Regions from separate parts of the Mus musculus genome. Here region 1 is linked to region 2. The links are chromatin contacts, called in public Hi-C maps. All regions are on one chromosome and are shown on one strand. The core of a region is the stretch at or near the end of the contact, and the rest is flanking DNA. Distances in the headings are between cores, read along the strand shown. Region 1 overlaps Gm33116 (a long non-coding RNA gene). Region 2 has its middle 110 kb from the start of Gm40948.

Region 1 (7,011 bases), core at 3,077-5,576, 270 kb after region 2:
AGGTCATAAGCCCTATCAGGAATCATTCTCTAAATAAGGTCCCTCACTGCTGTTAATGGCTCCTTGTAGTTGCCTCTTCAGGTTGGGACTGTCGTCTCAAGCCACCCCACAGCTTTGCATAGTTCTCTTATACCCTGTCTGTATTGTTAGTGCCAGTCTTTCTCTAACTACTTCGTGGAGCCTGTCTTCTCTTTCCCACCTGGACTCTGAGAGAAATTAGCAGCAAACACACCTTCTCTAGTACCATCCTAATTATTTCTGCTGTCTCTTTGTGGGGAAAAAAAGAGACTTGTAAGATTCCTGATGTAACCAAGAATACACCTGTGCTTATGTCAGTGTGGAAACATCATGATGTGTGCATGCTTCTGTAGTCAGAGAAATAAGGAGTGGGAGAAAGAGAGAAGGCTCTATGCTCATATTCATTGTGTAACACCCACCACAGCGCTATCTAAATGATGATGAATGTCTCAGATCACAGAGGAACTTTCATGCATCATGAAATTAGCATCATCAAAATTATAAATACTGTCACTACGTTACAGGTGACATCTTCCTTCAACCCAGCAAAAAGAATCAAGGGGAAAAAAATAACACCTTAAAGATCTTTGCATCTGTCTTTTTGAATAAATGATGTCAGTTGTATATATTCAGGAAGCAGTGCATCAGAACAGATTTGTGGTACATCACAAATGAAAGCAAAGTGACAAGCTGAAAAATCACCCCAGTTTCAAGCATCCTCAACCCAGCATGGGTCAGAGAGCCTCAGATAGTAACAGATACATGGTACATCCTGCAAGGGGAAACTGTGGCATCTGTAGTTACAAACCTAGGGGTTATGACTGAACAAGGTTAACAATCATGAATACTTCAGTTGGCTACAGATACTCAGTGTATCCTGAAGGGGGTGCTGTGCCTTCTGGGGTTTAGGGTATGGGGAGGGCAAACTAAATGATTCTCTATATGGCTTGAAAGTATGTGGACTCAGGTGAGATGTTACCTCCCTGATGACTCAACTCAAGGAGAGAAAAAGCCTTTGAGGTGGCCAGATATCATGGAAGTCTAGATATCTCAGTCTTGGATTCTCAGTATCCTATTCTCACAGATCACTGCAAAAGGCTCTATTGAAATCTGGTTGGCAGTGGAAAAGAGATGGGGCAACTGGTCTACCTACTAGATGCTCTGCTCATTGAAGGCAAAAACTAGGTATGAAATATTTGAAACAGGGACCTGGGGAGATGACTTAGTTGACTAAGTGCTTGCCTTGGCAGTTTGAGGATCTTAGTTCAAGCCTCAACACCCACATAAGAAACTAGGTGCGGTAGTGTATACTTATAATCCTTGTGCTTGTGAGGCAGAAATAGAAGGATCCCTGGATACTAGGAACAGAATAAGCAAGCTCCATGTCCCAGTGAGAGATCCTGTCTCAAGTAACAACAAAAACCAAGCTGAACAGTTTCTAAGGAATAATACCCAAGGTTGTCTTCGGGCCTGCACATGCATTCACACACAGGTGCATAGACATTTGCACACATAGAGACATGCACAAACACAAATAAAATGTTGTCTGGGGTACCAAAATCACCTAAACTATTCCCTATCGAGCATCCCAAACTTAGGACTTGGAATTTTGAATATGGCCATATCTGCTGTCTTGTTCATTAACTGGTCATTCATTGGCCTTGAGTTGCCTGTTGACTTTCTGTTGACAGTCTTGAGGTTCCCATTTCTTCTGGCGTCCATCACGTCCTGAGAGTGACTGTAGAGGTCATGGCTTGAGGGGGAGAAACTAGAATGAAAAAGGCAACATCAAGGCCATGTGTGATTTAGAATTCTGGTGATAAACTTTAAAGTAGAGTTGGAAGCAAAAGACCTCAGGGGCAGTGAGATCTTTAGTGGAAAGAAAGATTACCTTCTCCTCAGTCCCAAGCAGTTGACCTGATTCTTATGTGCAAGCTAGATTTTGAGAAACATTCACCATAGAGCATACTCCAGACCGGTGTTCACTCTGAGCTACAAGGACTTGTTTCTACTTACTTGATGGGTTGAGTTAAGAACTCTGTGAAAGAGTATCCCTTGGTGTGCTGGTTAGTTTTTGTCAACTTGACATAAACTAGAGTTTCCTGAGAAAAGGAAAGTTCAATTGAGAAATTTCCTCCATCAGATTGGCTTGTGGACAAGTCTGTAAGGGCATTTTCTTGGCTGATGATTAATGTAGTATTGAGTCATATAAGAAAGCAAACTTAGCAAGCTATTATGCAGCATTTCTTCTTGGTTTCTGCCTTTAGATTCATGCCCTTGGGACAAGGGGCTATGATGTGGAAATGTAAGATGAAATAAATCCTTTCCTCCCCAAGGTGAATTTAGTCAGGTTGTTTTTTTGTTTGTTTGTTTGTTTGTTTTGTTTTTTTCATATCAGCAAAGAGAAGCACACTGGACACTTGGATTCTTAGTACCAAGGTTTTGGATTTGATAGTGTAATTTTGATACATGTCTAAGCTACAGAACAGAGTAAAGCAAGAGGATTTTCAATGTCCTATGTGACTTGTTCCTATACATTAAGAGACAACTTGGGCCGGGCGTGGTGGCACACACCTTTAATCCCAGCACTCAGGAGGCAGAGGCAGGTGGATTTCTGAGTTTGAGGCCAGCCTGGTCTACAAAGTGAGTTCCAGAACAGCCAGGGCTATACAGAGAAATCCTGTCTCGGGGGGGAAAAAAAAGACAAATTGAGCCCATGCCCTTCTATAGTGGGGGAAGGACAACAAGCTTGCCTAGTCTTCCTCGGGCATAATTCTTCACTGTTTGCCATGTGGTGTTTTCTCTTCAGTGCTGACCACTGTTTCCATTGACCACATAAATAGTAAGCTGGGGTCTAAAAAAAGCAATGCACATAAAAAGTCACCGAATTGCTTGTTGAATCTGGAACATTCCTGCTGATAGATGTGAAAGCTTTTTCCCACTGCAGCTAGGTGCAGGAATTCAAAAATAGAATGTATTCAATTTGACATTGTTTAGTGTACTCTAAAAATTCTCTTGAAAAAGATGTCTTTGGGCGTGCATCTGTGAGTACACAATAAACTTCAAAAAAGGACAATATTTCCCAGGAAATCAAAATAGACATGTTTGTCATTGTTGCTATTTATTCATGTTGGAAATCTGTCCCTCTTTATCTGTGATTATGTAACATCCCAATCTAGGCTTCCAAATGCCTATGGCAGGCCCGGTCTCTCTCTCTCTCTCTCTCTCTCTCTCTCTCTCTCTCTCTCTCTCTCTCTGTGTGTGTGTGTGTGTGTCTGTCTGTCTGTTTGTCTGTCTCTCTTTCCCTTGTTCCAGAGATCCACATCAGAAGCACCCCCTCCGCTGGCAGGGGGTCTGAGATATTGCTGACCGCTCTCTATTTTGATTGGTTAGCTATGGACCTTCATTGGGCACTCTGGGCCACTGAGTATGTATATCTTCATTCCTCAAGCTACATATTCTAGAGACATGAAGGGTTTCAGAAGATATGGAATTTAGACAATACTCCAAGAGTGATATAATCTGGGATGTGGAGAAGAGAGCCACATGTGAACAGGTGTGATATAAAATCTCAGAGGTGTTGATGACCAGACAGTTTGCCAGCAAAGCCATGAAGGCTACTTACTTCATGGGGTACAGTGTTTGGAGAGGGTGAACTTCGACTTGTGGAAGTGGGGAAGTCTTCTGAGAGCCATATCTAAAAGTAAAATGGCTCAAGTCTGGAAGTAAAAGAAGCCAGCATCTCAGGTGATGACCACTCAGGCACACCCAGGGTATTGAGAGTTGGTGGCACTCAGGATTAATTCAGCAGAAAAGGTCTGGTTGGATGCCCAGATATAAAATCATAGGAGAGAACGGGGTTTAGCTGTGTCTTGTAAGTGTTCTATTGCTGTGATGAGATGTCATAGCCATGGTGACTTTTAGAGAAGAAATAATTAACTGGAGCTTGCTTACAATTTCAGAGATTCATTCTATTTTCACTATAGTAGGAAACATGGCAGTAGGCAGGCTGATGCTGAGGAAGACCTGAGAATTCTAAACCAGGCTCTCCTCAGGCAGAGGAGGAGATTGGCAAGAGAGAGAGAGAGAGAGAGAGAGAGAGAGAGAGAGAGAGAGAGAGAGAGACAGAGACAGAGACAGAGACAGAGACAGAGAGAAAGGCAGAGAGAAAGACAGAGAGACAGAAACAGAGACTGGATCTGGCTTGGGCTTTTAAAACCTCTAAACCAATCTCCAGGACAACAATGCTGTACCTACTCCAACAAAGGCTCTATCTCCTAATCCCTCCTGAGTAGTTCCACACCCTAATGACTAAGCATTCAAACACTCTGGGGGACATCCTTATTCAAACCACCACATTCCACTCCCTTCCCCCATAGGCTCGTAGTCATATCATAATGCAAAAAAAAAAAAAAAAATACATTCAGCCCAACTTCAAAAGTCCCTTTAATCTATAACAGCCTTAACCCTGTTTAAAAGTTCAAAGATGAAAGTCTCTTCTGACATACAATGACACAGGATGTATTATCATTCCAAAAGGGAGGACAGGAAGCATAATAAGATAATGACAGAAACAAAACTGAGAGCCTGCTGGTAAAACTGCAAATTCAGCCTTTTCTTGTCTGATGTCAACTCACTCTTCAGATCTCCAACTCCTTTCAGCTTTGTTGACTACAACACATGTTTCTCTCTTGGGAACAGTTCTATTTCCTGTTAACGGCTCTCCTCAACAGATATCTCATGGCTCTGGCATCTGCAGCATCTTGGTGTCTCTAACCAAATCCAGACTTCACCTTCACAACTTCACAGAATGGCCTTTCTGGCTCTCCATGCATGGATAGCCCTGACACATGCCTGGCCTCAGTAGCTGTCTATAGCCATGGAAACACCTTTCTTATGTCCTTTACTCTACAGCTAGAACCACATGTCCAAAGCTGTCAAGTTGTTCTGCTTGCCCAGAGGTCACTACTCCCTTGAATCCTTTTAGCACCAGGCTTTCCTTGAAACTTCTTATCTCCTTGAGCTTACTTGACCCATTACTCGACCTAGTGCTCCCTTTCTCCTCAAACTCTACATATTTTTATTTTTTTTTTCTTGCTCAGCTAGCTCCTTTATTATATCTGCATAAGACTGGCCGTTATTAACCACATGACAGAGTCAATACGAGGCTGTCTTGAAATCTCCTCTGCCAATGACATTAATCCAAAACTCTTTAATTTGGCTTCAGGCAGATTTTTTGGAGAAGGGCAGAAAGTAGCTATGTTCATTACCAAAATATTACAAGAACAGCCTCTAAATCACTTACTAGTATTTTTCTCCTTTAGAACCTCTTTAACTGGGCCATAACAATCTAGATTTCTCTCAGCACCCCTGTCTTCCACATTCTGACTAGTACAGCTTATTAAGCCCCACTTAAAGCATTCAACTGCTTTCCTAACCCAAAGTCCCAAACTCCACACTTTGCCACCAGCAGCATGGTCAGGCTTGTCATAGCAATAACTGACAACTGATATCAACTTCTGTCTTAGTGTTCTATTGCTGTAAAAAAGCACCATGATTATAGCAACTCTTATAAAAGAAAGCATTTAATTGGAGCTGGCTTACAGTTTCAGAGATTTAATCCATTTTCAACATGATGGGAAGAATGGTGGCACACAGGCAGACATGGTGTTTGAGAAGTAGCTGAGAGTTCTACATCCAGATCTACAGACATCAGGAAGAGAGAGAGAGAGAGAGAGAGAGAGAGAGAGAGAGAGAGAGAGAGAGAGAGCAAGCCAGCCACTGGGCCTGGCTTCAGCTTTTGAAACCTCAAAGTCCACCTCCCAGTAACACACTTCCTCCACGAGGCCACACCTACTCCAACAAGGCCACACCTCCTAATCTCTCTCAAGTAGTTCTACTCAGTGATGACTAAGCATTCAAACATATGAGTCTATGGGGTGGGGGCAGTCATTCTTATTCAACCACCATAGGCTGGATTCCATTAATGAGGCTTCAAAGTGAAGAAATGAGAAGGCTGTATGAGTCAATAGATTGGGGTAGGAAACAAAAGAATAAAGGAAATCACAGGATACATGAAGAACAGATCCATAGAGGTAAGCTAGTGTATACAATCACCAAGAGTACGTTGAGCAGATAGGATTGCAAGTGTGTACATGGGCTAAGCCTGCAGGTGGGTTCATGGGCTATGCCTGCAGGTGGGTTCATGGGCTATGCCTGCAGGTGGGTGCATGGGCTATGGCTGCAGGTGGGTGCGTGGGCTATGCCTGCAATTGGGTGCATGGGCTATGCCTTTGGGAATACTTAGACTCCTGGCCACCTGTGGGAGAAGAATCTTCATCAAGCTGCAGAGCTAAAGGCTGTACTAGGACATAACTGAAGAAGCACAGGTGACAGGAGACAGCTAAAGAGGCTGTCAGCACAGTTTGTGGACAGGCAGGGGAATCAAGGTGCTCCTGTGAGGGGGACAGGGGGCCCAATGTCCTCAGAAAGGTCCTGAGTGTCCATACAGGAGACAGCATGTGTGTCAACCTCTTCCTCACCCATCTGAGGGGCTGTTCTGATGTCATTTCTTTGACTATGCCCTTCTAATATATGTGGGCTGTCCAACTATCCCAAATACACAACTTTAGCCATCCTGCTGGCTTGAGATTCATGTGTCTCTGTTGTAAAAAATATTTCATAAATCCCCACACAGGGTTTCTTCCTACTTTAGAACATTCAAGTTCCTGGATGAAAAACACACACCCAGCCTTTATATTTTTAAATATGCCTTAGGCAGCACAATAGCTGGGCAACTGCCTGCCCTCCATGCTGTTAGAATCCCCTTCTCTACTGATAACTCTGTGTTACTGCTTACTAATTTCTATGTTCCATCTGGGCTGCTCTTAACTCCAATTGGCTACCCTGCATGGCCAAGTTTTTTAATGGCTCAACTATTCAATTGCAGCTCTCCTTCACCCTCCTGTACTCTTCCTATTCCGTGGTGGCTCC
Region 2 (6,665 bases), core at 4,031-6,530:
AACCTGAGGGGCTTGTGAATTAATTATTGTATGTGTTGGCAGAGGGTGCTGAGGGCTCCTGCTTCCTGGGGGTGGTGGAAGTGATGGTGGTGCACTGTCCCTTCCCATGAAGCTAGACTGGGGTTGTTTGCTGCTGTAGGGAGCAGGTGTCCAGGTACTGCTATTGACCTAGAAACAGGCTTTCTGACTGCTCTGGTCAGTGATGGTAGAAGAAAAGGTGCCAGAGTGAAGCACTCGTATGGGTGAATCCATTTCATGATTCAGCTTTTGGGGTGGACATGGAGGGATTTTCCCCATTTTGTTTTGTTTTTATTGATAGTTTCTCTTCGTAGCCCTGACTGTCATGGAACGTGATATATAGCCCAGGTTGTCCTTGGACATGGAGATCCACCTACCGTTGCCTTATGAGTGCTGGGATTAAAGGCCTGTGCCACCATTGCCCAGCTATCTTCCCGATTTCTTAAAACCAACAAACAACCCCAAACCTTTACAAAGTGAATGCTGGGGCAGTGGAGACAGCTCAGATGGTGTTCTGGCTGGTTCTGTGTGTCAACTTGACACAGGCTGGAGTTATCACAAGAGAAAGGAGCCTCCCTTGAGGAAATGCCTCCATGAGATCCAGCTGTAAGGCCTTTCTCAATTAGTGATCAAGCGTGGGAGGGCACTGTGGGTGGTGCCATCTCTGGGCTGGTAGTCCTGGGTTTTATAAGAAAGCAAGCTGAGCAAGCCAGGGGAAGCAAGCCAGTAAGGAACATCCCTCCATGGCCTCTGCATCAGCTCCTGCTTCCTGACCTGCTTGAGTTCCTGTCCTGACTTCCTTTGGTGATGAACAGCAATGTGGAAGTGTAAGCTGAATAAACCCTTTCCTCCCCAACTTGCTTCCTGGTCAAGATGTTTGTGCAGGAATAGAAACCTTAAGACTGATGGTAAAGTGCTTGAGGACCTGTGTGCAGTCCCCAAACCCCTTTTTATCAAAAAGCCAGGTGTGCTGGTGTGCAGCTGTTATTCCAGTGTTGGGGAGACAGAGACAGGTGGGAGGCTCCCTGGATTTCTCAGGTCAGCCAGGCTGGACTATTTGGTCAGTTCTGAGCCAGTGAGAGACCTTGACTCCAAGAAAAAGTGATGAGGACATGAGAGGGTCCCTTCAGGGCTCCCCACGCTTGTGCACTTGCACAAGCACACACCCTCCCTCTTTCTGACACAAATACAAACATCTAGAAATAGGAAGGCTGCCCAGAACTGGAGCTGATGTCTGCCTGCCTGTTCCCACCAGCAGCAGCCGAGAGGCAGATACAAACGGAGCATATCAATGGATGGATATGCTCTCATCACGGATAGATAAAGAAATGCCGTGTACATGTGTGTGTCAACTATGTTTCCTATCCTCCAAGACTTTGCGGTGTGAGGCCTCGCTGATCCTGCAGAGACACATAGCCCTAGCTAGGAAAAGGCCTCTTGTCAACCAACCAATCCCTCCACTCCCCAGTATCTCCTGTCTCAAGCTTGTCCACACTGAGCCACTATAGCGATGCTCTCCTTGTGTGGGTCCAGGTAGCAGACAACAGGGACATCTCTGCCCAAGAGCCTGTTCACCCTGTCTGACAGGTTCCTTCCCAAGGAGGCCACAATCAAGAATCTCCATGCTGTTTGCCTCACTCCTACCTCCTGACCTTTCCCTGGGGCCTCCAGTGGGGTTCTTCATGGCATGGCCTCCTGCCACCGAGGACCTGTGAGGAGTCACTTTTCCCTTACAAGCATCCTGTCCTCCACCCCAGGGTCCACTGTATGGGAGTGAGTGAATCCTGGATGCTTTAGAAACATACACTTAGAATCATCCACAAAAGGAAAGGGAGCTTTGGCACACAGCCTACAGGAAAGGCCCTTGAGAACGCAGGTGGGGCCCGGATGGACAGAGAGAACAGGGCAGACTCCGTGCAAGAACAAGGGCTGTTACCAAGCAAGGATAGGAAGAACTAGCTACTGACATACAAGTGACCTGGAGGAGCAGCCAGTCTCAAAGACTACATGGCTCCAAGTGCAGCTAGCTGTCCTCACACCACTGAATGCATCAGGAATGGAGAATGTGCAGAGAATTAGTCACTTGCCAGAAACTGGAGCTTTTACCTCATTCCCTCCACATGCTGAGAACACTTCTGTCAGCCCCCCCCCCACCCCCCCCCCCCCCGCCCTGTCCAGCCAAGCTGCGGCAAACAAAGCCTGCTTACAACGGAGTGCCAAATATCTCACATAACTTGGTGAATGTGGGATGCTGTGGGGGAACCTTACCTGTTCTTGGGGCAGCTATGGTATCTTTGGAAGATACCATTGACACCACAGCCTGGCATATCAACCCCCCAAATCACACAGCACGTGGCTAGTGAGAGAAAAGATCCAAATTCCAAATACCAAGTGCAGTTTCCACCGAATTCCATCGTGGTCATAAAGTAGGAAAATCTTAGCCCTGAGCCGCGGTAGGTCAGCAGCAGCCATTCTCAGAAGAGTGACTCGGCGGATGGAATAGTTGCATTGAGGGTGTGGATGTGAAGGTGTAGCTCTGGGGAGTTGTTGTGGGGCGGGGGGACTGGGCATAAAATCTTTCTAAGAACTAACTGTAGTGGGACTTCATCCTATTTTACAATAGACTTTACAACTCAAAGAGCTGGAGTTATTGCCTTTACCATATGTAAATGGAGAAAAATACAGAAAATCAAGTAAAATAACTGCACCGATTTGACCGGATCGTCTTAAAAAAGGACCTTTCTCCCAAGAAAAGACCAGAAGAGAATTAATTCCATCTGGCTCCGTTCCACGAAGTTTTAAAAGTAGGTAAATTCATAGACAGAAAGGAGAGTGATTTACAGGGCGTGTGGGGGAGGGGAGCCGGTGTTTAATAAGGCCTTGGCTTCAGTTTGGGAAACAGTTCTAGGGGTGGATGACGTCAGCGGCTTCGGATATGCTTACAGCCATTGGTCTATGTATTTAGAAATGGCTAGGAGGTGGGGGCGGGGTGCAGACATAGCTCAGTTGGTAAGCTGCTTGCTTCAGGAGCATAAAAATCTGAGTTCAGATGCTAGCATGCACATAAAACAGAGGGCACAGTGGTAAACATCTACACTCAGAGCACTGGGGAGACAGGGACAGGGGGATGCCTGGTGAGCTCATTTGCTGAATTGGCGAACTCTGTGTTGGTTCAGTGGGAGATAGTATCTCCAAAAATATTGAGGAGTAATGGTCTGCACCCACCCGTGCCACATATGCACACCCACATGAACATGCACATACACAAACCATAACATAGTATATAAAATAGTATATACACATACACAAACCATAACATAGTATATATCATGTATACCTTACCTCGGTATAAAGAATCAGCGAGGCTGCTGGCCAAGGTGGCCCTCAGCTCAGTGTGTGGGAGATGCTAAGGGCAGGGTGCAGTACTCTCTTGTGTGGCCCACACCTAGCAGGTGCCTGGACTAAGTTGTTTTGAATGGGACACAGTGTTCTTGGTCAGGTGTGAGCACGGGTCGCCCAGGTCTTCATGGTTCCATGTGGTCATGAGCTTCGGGAACCTGGCCTAGCAGTGCCACCGGAGGGCCTCCTTCTGACCAAACACACAAATGCAGCTTTGGCAAGCAGCCCTGAGTAGGTGCTGGTCCAGGAGGGAGTTTCCCAGGTGCGGGGTGGGGGTGGGGGGGTGGGGGGCTGGGGGGGGGCAGGTGCTCCTCCTGAGGATTGGTGGGTTATTCTGTTCTTTCTGCAACTACAGGTGTGCCCGTTTGGAGGTGAGTCAGTCTGTGTGTTGGTCTACACTGCAGCTGCTTGAGTTTCCTCTGGGTCCCCCTTTGCATCCGTCTGGTAGCATTGCTACCTAACCTGCCTAGCCCAGGGCACCACTCATGCAGCCAGTTCCCAGGCAGACAGGGCTCTCAGTGGAGAAGGCTCAGGTAGTGTGCAGCCAGCCCGAGCTTTGATGCAGAACAGGAGAGGCCGCACTTTGGTTTTCATACTTAGGCTCCTGACTGGATCTCAATGAAGCCACAGCCCAATCCCCCAAACAGGGTTCCCAGTGCACTATGAAGCTAGCTGCCAGCCCAGCCCAGCCAAGAACCCTGGAGGCTGCAGACACATGTTGGCTCTCTTTCAGGACTTGTGGTGGTCTTCTTCCCTCCCCAGTCTCGCAGGTTTTATTTGAAAGACCTGAGCCCCAGCTTTCAACTCCTTCCTCAGCTCTCTGATAAAAAGCAAACAGAATCAGCTCTTACAGCTTTGCCTGGAGCTGAGGCTCACACCGCCCACAAAGGCAGGCAGGCCATCAAAGCACTGGAGCTCAGGTGTGTGGCCTGAGACCAAGGTGCAGGTGGGAAGGAGACTGTGTGTGTCCCAGCAATGGCTCTGGCATCCTCCAGGGTCATTTTCTTCAGCTGCGGCCCCTATGCCAGGCCTGTGGCCACTGCCCTGGCTGTGCCTGACCTTCTTGCAGACCCGTCTTGAGTGCCAGCAAACCCTGCAGACAGCCTGATACCTGCAGACAACATCTTAATTGCCCTGTAAGACAGTTTGGCTGCTGAGCCCCTTTTGTGGGCAGGCACAGTTTGAACTTCAAAGAGTTTTGTAAAGTTTACCACAGCCCTAGGAGCGACAGGATAATTTTGGTGTCGTTGGAGAGGAGGCTTGGCGGGGCTCCTAACTCTGCTCTGGTCTACAAGCCCCAGGGGCACCCTGGTCTGTGGGACTCACCCAATGAAGCCCTCTTCCCAACCAGGGAAGGCCGCCAACTCCGCTTCAATGGCGCCTGACTCCAGTTCTACCACAAGGCTGGGCCAGGGCGTGGGTTGGAGACCCAGCTGAGTTCCCTGCTCCCCAGAGACCTTGGAGGAAGCAAGCCACACACCGGTATGTCTGGAGAGGCGTGTGCTGATTCTCGGGCTCACCCCAGGAAGAAAAACCTGTGCCTCTTCACCTTCCAAAGCAGTGAGATGTCAGAAGATAACTCACTCATAAACCAGGAGATGGTAATCCTGGAGTCAGACTCTGCTGGACTTTGGGTAAGGGTAGCATGGCACAGGCATTCTCAGATCCAGTTTCTCTACCTCAGCAGTGAGGCTGGCATTTGGTGGTTTACTACCTCTCTTTGGGAGGAGGCATGCCTGTGACATGCCTGTCCCCGACTCTCATGGGACCAGGGAGCATTGAGCGTCCTCTGCCTGGTGGGCTCCCAGCTCCTGCAAACAGAGGCTTCTGACTGGAGTTTGAGGAATGCAGGGAGGCCTGGGCGGAGCTACTGCAGACTAGGGGAGCCCTGGGGAGCAGCTGCCACAAACTGGAGCAGGGCTGGACCTTCCTCAACTATGGCAGGAATGTCAGCATGTACTCTTTGGGGTAGGAAGGCTGAAGCAGCCATTTTTAGCAGCTGTGTGGCCCAGCCCTTCCTTTGCCAATACGAAGGGCTGGGTGGCTCCAGGCCACAGCTCTGGAATGTGACAGGTCACACTGTACTTTATGGTGGTGGCAGGGGACAAAGTATGAAGAAGCCAGGAGGCAGAGGGAGAGCATGCATGCACCCAGGGGACCCGCCCTGCCCTGGTAAGACTCTTATCAGCACACTCCAGCTGTGCAGAAGCTTGCCCCCCCCCCCCTTCCTGTGGACACAGACCCTCATGCCTGCCCTGCAGGCCTTTGGCCTTCGAGAACTCTCAGAACCAATTGAAAGGCACCCAGTGCTGTGGGGCTGGTGTGCAAGGCGAGGCCTTAAAGTATCCTGAGGACTACTTGCTGTCCCCATCCATGGTCACTCTGCTGGCCAGCTGCCAGCCTCCTTAAGGATCCTTTAGATTAAAACAGGTTTTAGAGGCAAGCAGGCTGAGATGTAATCTGACTTCACCTCCAACATGAATAGGATTTTTATTGTTTCGCTGATGGTTATTGGAGAAGGGGGTCTGGGGACAGTGACTCTGGGGAGGGTCGGTCTTGGGAATGGGCAGGCCTTCAGCAGTGAGATGCCAAGGAAGAAAGGAAGACTGGGGAGCTCCAGCTGGCAGGGTTAAATATTGGAGCCACGGGCTGCCTTAGGCCTTAGCAGAAAGCTGACACAGAGAAGGTGACAGCAGGACTTGTTCCTGCTGCTAGAGGGGACAGAGGGCGGACTGACAATTTGCTCAGAGCCTGCAGCAGCTTCCCTCTCCTCCCTGCCTTTCCTACCTGGGTCAAAGTGGCTTTTCTAGGTCACTTTCACAACAGTCTTCCTTGTAGCTGGCCCCAGAAGGAGAAGGGAGGCTTCACGCTGGAGCAGCTGCTGCCAGGGCCCTGCACAACCCTGGTGGTAGAACAAATCTGTATCAAGATTAGCATACAAAGGAAGCTCTTTCCCACCTGGCATCAGACAACAAATGGAGCACACTTAGTTTGCAGAAAAAGAATGGAAGTCCTTTCTCACCCATACTTCACCCACAAACGAAGCATGGGCAAGAAGCTGTGTAATGTCCTAGAAAGGTCTGGTGCCCTGTGGCCCAAGCTTTACCTTTGGCTCACTGGCTCACTTGTACCCTAGTCTCAGGGGTGCTTTCCCTTTCGTAGCAAGTTATCTTTCTACTTCTTATTTTATGTTTAAAATGGTGTGTGTCTGTGGTTATGAACATGAGTATAGGTACCACGGAGGCCAG

What was found. Hi-C and Micro-C count contacts between places; a contact is called where the count stands out from the background.
Region 1: a Hi-C map of myocytes shows a contact between it and region 2, with 3 times the contacts expected there. The contact joins two enhancer-like sites. A contact is called at or near these places in 4 of 484 Hi-C or Micro-C datasets (the C2C12 cell line, embryonic fibroblasts, muscle stem cells and 1 more) and 5 of 115 datasets of contacts at active chromatin or transcription factors (embryonic fibroblasts, fibro-adipogenic progenitors, large pre-B cells and 2 more).

What each region holds. Positions count from the first base shown.
Region 1 is chr13:52,237,630-52,244,640 of GRCm38.p6, forward strand. The region is part of intron 3 of Gm33116 (a long non-coding RNA gene); the gene reads left to right. Among named protein-coding and RNA genes, the nearest start is that of Gm33116, 7.3 kb to the left of the region's middle. Within about 2 kb of position 4,327, at least 27 of the 459 cell types and tissues checked have an H3K27ac peak or open chromatin away from gene starts, as enhancers often do. A contact at or near this core is called in the C2C12 cell line, embryonic fibroblasts, muscle stem cells and 3 more, where this site is marked.
Region 2 is chr13:51,970,726-51,977,390 of GRCm38.p6, forward strand. No RefSeq gene overlaps it. Among named protein-coding and RNA genes, the nearest start is that of Gm40948, 110 kb to the right of the region's middle. Within about 2 kb of position 5,281, at least 181 of the 459 cell types and tissues checked have an H3K27ac peak or open chromatin away from gene starts, as enhancers often do. A contact at or near this core is called in the C2C12 cell line, embryonic fibroblasts, muscle stem cells and 3 more, where this site is marked.